Regions from separate parts of the Mus musculus genome. Here region 2 is linked to region 1. Evidence: chromatin contacts called from public HiChIP or PLAC-seq data. All regions are on one chromosome and are shown on one strand. Each heading gives the region's core, a stretch centred on a gene start, on an enhancer-like site or on the middle of the called end of the contact. The rest is flanking DNA. Distances are from core to core; before and after follow the strand shown.

What was found. HiChIP or PLAC-seq counts read pairs in DNA pulled down with a chosen protein or histone mark.
Region 2: an H3K27ac HiChIP or PLAC-seq map of embryonic stem cells shows a contact between it and region 1, with 6 times the contacts expected there. The contact joins two enhancer-like sites. A contact is called at or near these places in 1 of 39 promoter capture datasets (cranial neural crest), 2 of 484 Hi-C or Micro-C datasets (the G1E-ER4 cell line and embryonic stem cells), 6 of 115 datasets of contacts at active chromatin or transcription factors (embryonic stem cells and extraembryonic endoderm stem cells) and 1 of 9 other capture datasets (embryonic stem cells).

The regions. Positions count from the first base shown.
Region 1 is chr11:104,286,862-104,291,750 of GRCm38.p6, reverse strand. Mapt (microtubule-associated protein tau) reads right to left here. Exons shown (of 12, transcript NM_001038609.2): 3 at 4,542-4,628; 4 at 1,757-1,843. Among named protein-coding and RNA genes, the nearest start is that of Mapt, 58 kb to the right of the region's middle. Within about 2 kb of position 2,115, at least 247 of the 459 cell types and tissues checked have an H3K27ac peak or open chromatin away from gene starts, as enhancers often do. A contact at or near this core is called in the G1E-ER4 cell line and embryonic stem cells, where this site is marked.
Region 2 is chr11:105,149,585-105,154,360 of GRCm38.p6, reverse strand. No RefSeq gene overlaps it. Among named protein-coding and RNA genes, the nearest start is that of Mettl2, 26 kb to the right of the region's middle. Within about 2 kb of position 2,975, at least 60 of the 459 cell types and tissues checked have an H3K27ac peak or open chromatin away from gene starts, as enhancers often do. A contact at or near this core is called in the G1E-ER4 cell line and embryonic stem cells, where this site is marked.

The sequences.
Region 1 (4,889 bases), core at 866-3,365:
AGCTGTGAGGCTTCCTTCTCCATCATCACACTCAATCTATAGCATGGTGGGGGATGCCCTGGGAATCACGTATGCTAAACCAGGCAGTCCACCAACTAAGTGAGCTGTGTCCTGGCCTTTGTGGCCTGTTTTGAGACCAGAAAGACTATAAAGCATTTCTGATTACCCAGGAGTGGTGGGAAAGTCTACAGCTTTCATCCTAAACGGAGGACAAACTTCTTCAATGACAAAACTTTGATGTAGAGATATGGCTTAGTGGCTAAGAGCACAGACTGCTCATGCAGAGGTCCTGAGTTCAATTCCCAGCCCCCACATGGTGGCTCATGACCATCTGTAATGGGATCTGATTCTCTTTTCTGGTGTGTCTGAAGTCGGTGACAGTGTACTCACATACATAAAATAAATGAATCTAAAAAAAAAAACAAAAACAAAAAACCTTTGAAAGAATAGCCAGAGACAAAAAGTATCATATGACCCATGACTTCACCCCCGTAAGGTGTCTGTGACCTTCAAGCATCCTTCATGAGCAAGGCTGAGGCCTGGCCAGGATTTAAGAACATCTAACCCCTTCTGTCTCAGAAGCCACTACTGCCAGTCAATCACTTTGCAAAGCAGAAACACATTTTGAAAGCCGGGGTGGCTCTGTAGTGGGCATTCTCCATGGGTGTGCGAGAGAAGGCTGGCTATAGGCTCCTAGGGTGCTCACTCTTCATTGTCAACTTGCTAGACTTGGAACCACCTAGGAGACACACCCCTGGGCGCATCTTCCGGGGGTATTCACAGAAAGGTTTAACTGAGCAGGGAAAACCTACCCTGAATATGGGTGTCACCATCCCATGGGCTGGGGTCCTGGGGAAAAAGGAGAAAGCCAGCTAAGCACCAGCATTCGCTGCTGTCTGCTTCCTAACTGCAGATGCAGTGTGACCGCCACCGTGCCGCCACCTGTCACATGGAGTCTATCCCCTAAAACCACGACGAGCCCTAACAGACCCTAGAGTTGCCTTAGTCAGACATTGGATCACTGTAAGGAGGAGGAGTGACTGGCATAGTTGCAGAGAGGCACTCCTCAGCAAGGGGTCTTCCCATCTCTGCCACGGTGAGATCAGGCATGTCTCGGTAGCTAACTGGGCAACTTGGGTTCATCCTGCTAACTGCTGGAGTTCTCCCTGAGGCCATGGAGGACAGCACAAAGGGAAGGTACCAGGCTCTGGGCTATGATGATTTCTTGCCTAGCCCTCCGTCCCTGCAGGATGACTTACGAAGGACTGAGCGTCCGAGCCCAGGATTCTTTTTGCTGCTTCGCTGCCTAATTCCTTGTCACCCACATTGGTAGAGCAGACTACATAGACCGAACCCGAAAGATGGACGTGAGGTCACATTTCCGAACAACAGCACCATCCCATTAGACCATCAGAAGGATTCAGTTATGTAGTCGATGTAGCCTGCTTGGTGCTCCTGGGAGTAAACTGTCCCCTAAAGGTGACCTGCTACTTACTATTGCTGGGCCTGGAGAAAATGTGAAGAAGGCAGGAAACCTTCCCCAGAGAACTCTGTTGAGAACCTTTCTAATAGGCACACTGACTGAGGTGGGGGCCAGCAGGAATCAGAGGACTCTGTAGCCTTGTGGGAGGCAGTCAGACTCCAAGGCCGCCACTGCTAAATAGCCAGGAGCCCCAGAAGCCAGAGCGGCTTACTCATCTGCTGCACCCGACTATGAGGGTGACCTGTCCAAGGCAGCTCCGGGGCTCACCCTCACCTGTAATTCCTTCTGGGATCTCCGTGTGGGGCTGGGCAGCGGCCTGCTTGTCGGGAGCTCTCTCATCCACTAGGGGCGCAGTCACGTCTGGAAACCACCAACAGTCACCCCTCTGCTTATGCAGGGGCAGTGCAAGGAGTGGGGCCTGCCAGCCACATGCAAGAAAAGCCAGCTCAAAGCAGGGCCACAGTCCTCCTTCCTGCCCATCTCCCCAGGAAGCACACTAACAGGAGGACCCCCTGCCTGGAAAGCCTACAGGGGTCATGTAAGGATGACGAGGGACACAGCCTGACTCCTGGGGGTCAGCTGTGTGATCCTCACTGCAATGCAGGGGCCCCGCAGCTGGGACTCATCAGGCAATATGAGGAAGCTGAGAAATAGACTGAGCCGCTTTCCTGTGGGGCTTTGAGTAAGCCTTTTGTCACCCTAGCCTTTGTTTCCACAAGTGTAGAACAAGAGTGCCATCTGTAGGTGACCTTTAAAACTTCTACCACTTCTAATTCCCTGCCCCCAACCTCCTCACATCTCATTAAAAGGCACCAGAGTTCCTTATGTGGCAATAACCAGGCCAGATCCAGTTTCCTCGATGATGCAAGAGATAAGAGATCCCAGACCAGGACCTGGGGGCATCTTTTCAAAGCAAGCACTTTAGCTCCTCCCGAACCCCCAGCCTCTCTACTAGGTATGCGAGGCACACCCAAGGAGTGGCCGGTTTCAAGGGATTCCCAGAATTCCACACAGCTAGTCCACAAAGGCTATTTTCCTTATGATCCTGTCTGGTGCAGATAAAACAGCTCGCTGAGCTCAGCCCCAGCTGCCTCCCTCCCTGAGGGTGAGTGAGGCATGTGGGGGCCCACGCATGTACAGGTCCAGACTGCATGAGTGGGTTGTTTCTTCCTGGACAATGGTGACAGAGCAGTGAAAGCCACGTTTGGGAAGCCTGCCCCAGCTTTGGCTCCAAGGCTTTCTCAGGGTGGCAGACAGCTTGCAGACCTGTTCTAACAGGATGAGCAGGAAGTGTCTTGCATCGCTGGTTTTCAGAAGGGCAAAGGAAATCTAGCCAGGAGGTTGTCACCAGGCTAAGGGCCATGCCACCTGCATCCTCCGGGGATGGGCCAGCATGCCGAACAATTGGCAGGAGCTTGACAGCTATGTTCTGGATTTATCCAAAGGCAGATGCTGCGGGAGAGGGCCTGGCCAAATTCTCTTTCTGTAACAGAACGCCCAAGCCATGTTCAGGGATGCAGAAAGGGCTCAGAGTGGAAGCTCCAACCTCCTTGGAAGGCTGGAGGAGCTATGGACGATTAGTTAAAAGCCATTCTCCATGTCCCTTTTCCTTGATTTCTTCTACTCAATGGATCCAAAAGCAAGGTGGGGACAGCCATGCAGCCCACGGTGGCCAGAGAGCCAGTTCTGGCCAGTGAATGAAAATGAAAACATCCAGGAGGAGCTTATAATAGAAAACTCTTGATTTAGTTTTGGCAACACATTGGCTTCTTCGGGGTCCTTTTGGTGACTGTTTTTGTTTGTTTTGTTTTTGTTTTTAATTTCAATTTCATTCATTCTTATTTTTATTATTTGCTTTTTTTTTTTTTTTTTTTGAGACAGGTTTCTCTGTGTAGCACTGGCTGTCCTGGAGCCCTCTCTGTGGACCAGGCTGGCCTCAAACTCAGAAATCTGCCTGCCTCTGCCTCCCAAGTGCTGGGATTAAAGGCGTGCACCACCTCTGCCTGTCTTTCATTCATTATTATGGAACACGTGTGTAATACATCTCTGTGGGCACATGCCATCACAGTGTGTGGGAACTTAAAGGACAACTTTGTAGAGTCGGTTCTGTCCTTCCTCCTTTACAAAGGTTCTGGGGAATTGAACTCGGGTCCCCAGGCTTGCATGGTAAACGCCTTCATCCTCTGAGCTGTCTCACCAGCCATGGTTCTTGTTCCAAGGCAGATGACAGTGTTTGGGAGCGCAGCAGCTATTCTTCAACAATGAAGCAACAGTCCAACCACGTAGGATGGCAGAAGACAAAGACAGAAGCGCATACATGGCGTTAGGGAGCTATGCCCATGTCCGGGTATCTTATGATTGCAAGGCAAAAAGCCTCTTCAGTTGGTAGAGCTTTTGGGTTCCAGCAGCCAACAGTGGCACTATAACTAACCCACTTGGGAAGCAAGACAGCCGACCAGGGAGCATTTCAGGAAAAAAGACAATGAGCTTTGCGACAACCTAGACACCACATATCTGGAGTGAACAGATTACAGGAGATGAAACGTACTCCATGCCCAAAATCCAGAGCCCAAGAAACGAAGATGCCACACCAAAACCCGCTCCTAACAGATGAGCGGGAGACTTCTGACCTGCCCCCTCCTCAGCCAAATGAGCATTCTGGTCTTTGAATCCCTGAAAGAAAAGTAAGGTGGAGGCTTCTGAGGGGGTCATGGAAGGTAGCAGATTCAGGATGGGAACCCTGTTGAGCTGTGTGTGAGCCTCGCTGTGCTACACAGACCAGCTTCTTCAAGCATGGAACATTCAGGGCAACACGCACGATAATGATGCTCAAGGCGCACACTGTTGAGCCAGGCATAGAAGCAGGTCCCCGCTCCCACTACCCTGCAAAGCACCGGGCTAGCGCATCTCAGCCATCAGGATAGGAAGCAGCGAGTGCAGCCGGGAGGGTGGCACACAGTGCGCAGCCGCAACCCTAGTGCGTAGCGTGGAGTTGGGAGGGGAAGCTCAAAGCAAGGTAAGCTGAATGAATGGAGTGGTGGGAGTAGGGAGGCCCCACCTTCAGCAGTTGGAGTGCTCTTAGCATCGGAGGTCTCCGACCCTGGTTCCTCCGCTCCATCATCGGCGGGGGGCTGTGGGGGAGACTCTGGAACATATACAGTGAGCCCTCAGACCTCAAGAGGAACCTGAGAACTGTGTCCTATTGAGCTGTAATCTCTTTAGTGTGGACACTGTAGCCCGATGATCAAACCAGGAAGGGACCAGTGCCCCTTACACAACCATGTTCCACTCTTGGGGTTCTTGGATGAGAATGTGGGTGAGACAGGGTTTCTCTATGCAGACCTGGCTATCCTGGAACTCACTCTTTAGACCATACTGGCCCCGAACTCACAGAGATTGGCTTGCC
Region 2 (4,776 bases), core at 1,726-4,225, 860 kb before region 1:
GGAGAAGCCCTGCCAGTGAGGGAGAAGCATAGCCAGTGAGGGAGAAGCATGACCAATGAGGGAGAAGCCTGGCCAGTGAGGGAGAAGCCTGGCCAGGGAAAGAGAAGCATTACCAGTGAGAGAAGAAGCTTGATCAGTAAGGAGAAGCCCAACCAGGGAGAGAGAAGCCTGATCAGCGAGGAGCAGCCTGGATGACAGTAACTTAGAACTCTGGTACTCCCTGGCCCCACCTCAGCATTGCCTTGTCTGTCAATCTGTTTTACATCCACAGATTTCATGTTCTTCTCTTTGCCACACTGAGAGGAGAGTGGCCAACGACTGCTCTGACCTCGACACATAAACAGCCTGCAGATTGGACTTGACAGATTATAAAGGACTGACCCAGCAATTCTCCAGCGCCCTTTTGCTGTAATTGTAATTAGACTGAGCATTAAAAAGGCTCTTGGAGAAATTCTTCCATTTGAGGAAAGCCAGGAAGTTTGGTTTTCAATTCATTCATTCACTCACTCACTAGCATTGACAGCCACCCACACACAATTATCTGAGTTCAGCACGGTGCTAACCCCTTTCAAGGAAAGTGGCTTCAGGAATTCCTGAAGTCCACTCCTGCTCTGTCAGAAAACAGTACACTGGCAGGCAGTCAAGGGCACACGTTTTTTGTTCAAAGACTTTCAGCTCATTTCTGCTGGGTGACCTTTGGCACACTATTTAACCTCCTGGCCCAGGGTTTCCTCTAGGGGTTAATAATCCCACCCTCCAGAGGCTTCATCAAGCTTAAGTGGGACCATCTGTGTACAGTGGCCAGCGACTCAGCACTCAGCCACTACAGGGCGAGCCCAGCGCACTCTCCCTCCCTGCCCCCTTCCACTGGCATTTTGCCAGTCATGGGGAGCCACAGGGTAACTCACACACTCCCTGCCCTCAGGACTGATGAGACCTGTCACTGACAGAGCGGTTTCTCCATCTATAAGATGGGGAGTCATGGCTCTAGAGAGAGCCATCAGTAGTGAAAAGCAGTGACTTTTCTCAGGCGCTCCCTGAGAAAAAGACCATGGGGACTTAGCAGAGTGTGCCTGCCTTGGGCTTCTCATCAGCGGGGACTTAGCAGAGTGTGCCTGCCTTGGGCTTCTCGTCAGCTGTCACGGCTGCCCCGGGGGCTGCTGTCTTTTTCATGTGGCCCAATTTGGCCTCTTGCTTGCTATGTAGCCCTAACTAATTTTGATTCTCTTGCCTCAGCTTCCCAGGCAACCTCCTGGGTGATGCGTTTTGTTTTGTCCCCAGGACCCCACAAAAACAGCAAAAGTGTGTGGTGTGTGTGTGTATGTGTGTGTGTGTGTATGTGTGTGTGTGTGTGTGTGATGTTTTGAAATCCCTGAATGTGCTTCCAAGACCCAGAGATCCGCCTGCCTCTGCCCCTGACTGCTAGGACTACCGGGTATATATTAACACAGGCAACCTGCAGTTGTTTAGTTTGTTTTGGGGAACAGGCGTGGTTCATTCTAAAGCCAGGCCATCTAGAACCTACCCGCCCAGCTGCCAGTGCTCCATGCCGTACATTTAGAAACCTTATGGTTGTAGAATAGGCATTCAGGAAGGGTGGTGTCACTGTGCCCTGGGGGGCCGTGTGGGCCTCTGGTGAAAGGGGCACACCCATCTGACACGTAACTCTGGCCCGCTTGGGTGGTGTTGTAGTAATTTGAGCTATCTCTGTGTTCCATGACCATTGCGACTGACCGGTCAGAGATGGTGTCTCCCGCAGAACTAGTGAGGGTAACCTTTAAAGTCAGTGACAAAAGCAAGTGACAAAGCCAGAGTGTTCCTCCTGCTTTCCTGTTAGTGTCTGTGGTGCAGAAAAGTGTGTCTCCTAAGGACCAGAATTCTCTAATCTGATCACAGCACATTATCGCACACAAGAAATTAAACCACAAAATTATCTAACATGAACCTAAGGCCTCATACATGCAAAGGAGGCATATCTTCACTGAGCCACGACTCTAGCTTTATGGGTATCCCATCTCCCCTGCCCCCCCCCCGCCACCCCCCCTCCCCCCCACCCCCCACCCCCACCCCCGCCCCGTTTCTCTGTGTAGCCCTTGCTATCCTGAAACTTGCTCTGGAGGCCAGGTTGGCCTCGAACTCAGAGATCCACCTCTGCCTCTGGAATGCTGGGAGTAAAGGTGTGCGCCACCCTCCCCACCCCCACAGCCTTGTGGCTATTTTTTTTTTTTTTTTTTTTTTTTACTTTATATTTCAGCCAAGTTCTAGGCTCCCTTGACAAGCTGACTATCCTTCACTCATCCCTGCTGGACTTCCAGACCTACCCACCTTCAGATTGTTCTTCCCCAAGGACTGACTGGTCCGAGGGCCAATCGCTGGTGGGGCGGGAATAGGCTGTGGGGGTGAGCTGGAAGGTGTTAACAAGGGCAGTATCCCCCGGGCCTCGTGGAAGCACAGTCACTTCCTCCAGGTGCAGAAAGCTGAGCCTGCGGCTTTAAACACAGTGCCACTGCAGCCAGCTTCTAGCAGCAGGAGCCTTCATTACCGCCCCCCCCCCCCCCAGGCTTTAAGGTATTTCCAGTTGGAAGTGCACCTGCCCTACAGTGGGTCAGAACAGAAACCTCAATGCTTTTCTCCCCCATCCCAAGAACGCAGCAGCAGCAGCACCTGCTGCTTGCCCTGATCCTCCCACCCCCCCATCACTGTCCACCTCTAGAGCGTGGGTATTCCGTAATCCCCACACCTCTTCTCCCAGCAGCACAGCTAATCGTCAAGCATGATCAGGCCGCTCCTCTCAGGCAGCTTCTCATAGTAATGAGTGTCCCGGCTCTGGGGGGGGGGGGGGGGGGTACCTGGCGGTCCAGCCTTGCCCTTTCTTTTCAGCTTGCTCAGCACTTCCGGCCCGCTGTTAGCTTTGAGTGGAGGCTTCCCACCCAGGGGCTGTTGGAGCACGTGCTTCAACCTCAACCTGCAGTTGTGCACCCTGCTGTCCTCTTCTCAGTCTCCTGACCGCCAAAGCTCCCTGGCTCACCCTGTGTGGAGCCTGATACCTAGAAATGGCTTCCTCCCATTTTTAAGCATCCTAGGGAAGGACTTGATCCGCCAGAAAGCAGGTTACAGGCAGAAACAAGAGCACCAGAAAATCCCTTGTTCCTTTAGGGGCTGGAACCTGGGAAGAGGAACGTGCGCAGGCTGTGGACCGCAGTCTGCAGTGTGCTTGGCTTTTTATTGGGAACTATTTTATTTTTTTCAACATAGATTTCCTAGGAGAAAGAGGAGGAGGGGGAGGGCTGAGAAAAGAAGACAGATTTCTTCCCCTCATTTCTACTACCTGACTCTAACTAGTTAATCCTGTTTTAGTGTCCTCTCCGCACAGCCTCCAGCCTTAGCTCTTCCTGCTGCTCAATCCATGGTACAGACTGCCATCTTGGTGACTCCTCCCCTTTGTCTGCCTCTTAGTTTCAGGCTGTGTCTCAGGCCTCAGAGATCGCCACGTGATGCCTACGGGTGGCTGGCATCTGCACAGCTCCCTCTAAGCCTTCAGGTCTCCTGACCCTCTGGGTGAAGCCATCATTGGGGGTTAGTTTCCCTGATGGTTTCTCACACTCTGCCTCCTGCATGAGCAGCACCAATCCTACCTGTGTACTGGTTACCTGTGTTCCATTCTGTCTGTCTTTCCCATCCTCAATCTTTCCTGTCCTGCTGGCCCACCCCACCCCCCACCCCCTGCCCTCATCCACTTTTCTTTATTCTCTGTTCTCCCTTCATCCACTCTCTTTCCAGGGAGAGGTTTTATTTGTCATTTTCTCTGTTCTCTCTCTCTCTCTCTCTCTCTCTCTCTCTCTCTCTCTCTCTCTCTCTCTCTCGTTTCTTCTTGAGACAAGGAGGTCTCTCTCAAGTAGTCCAGGCTGCCCTCAAACTCACTATGCTGTCAATGATGACTCTTCCACGTCTACCTCTCAAGTGCTGGGATTAGTCATCCCATCACGCCATGCCAGGTTTATAAAGGCTTGGAGGGAGATGTGCAAATGCCAGCCACCCTTTGCTGGAGGTCAAAGCTAGGCAAGAGCTCTCCTCAACCCTTGGAATGCATTTCTCAGTATCACCCTAAGTGCCTTGTGTACTGTTCTGTGCTGTAGAATATTTGATTACACTGGGAACCCCTGTGATCATACTCTGAGATTGTGTTATTTACTAAAAAACAAAACAAAACAACAACAAAACCCTTGTCTAGTTGTGGTGTGGCTTGGCCCTTGGCACACACCTTTAATCCCTCTGGCTGGAACATAGACATGCCCTTAGTACAGACCTTTAATTCCAGACAATGAAGGTAAAGTTTGTAGAAGAATGCATACATGTTTGAAAGTGATGTCATATTGAGTGGCAGATAAAGTGACGAATCAGAGAAAGGTTTGACAGAATAGATTATGCCCATCTCTCACTAGGCAAGGAAAAAGAGGCTACTTGGGGGAGGGGGAGCAAGAAGGAGGAGAGGGAGGAGGGAGGAGGGAGGAGGGAGGGGGGAGGGGGGAGGGGGAGGGGGTGGGGGGGAGGGGGAGAGGGGAGGCAGTTGTACCAGGAGGTTACAGAGGCAGGTTGAAGAGAGAACAAGCTAGACACGGGCAAAGACAGAACAAGCCAGAGAATGAAAAGGAGCCAGAAGATTAGAACATATTACCAGAATTAGTTTGGGGTCAAGCAGAGCTTAAGTCAGAAGCCAAGAGAGAAGCCAGATTGAATCAGTCAGCTTGGAGAGGAGATTGAGCCAGAACAGCTGAG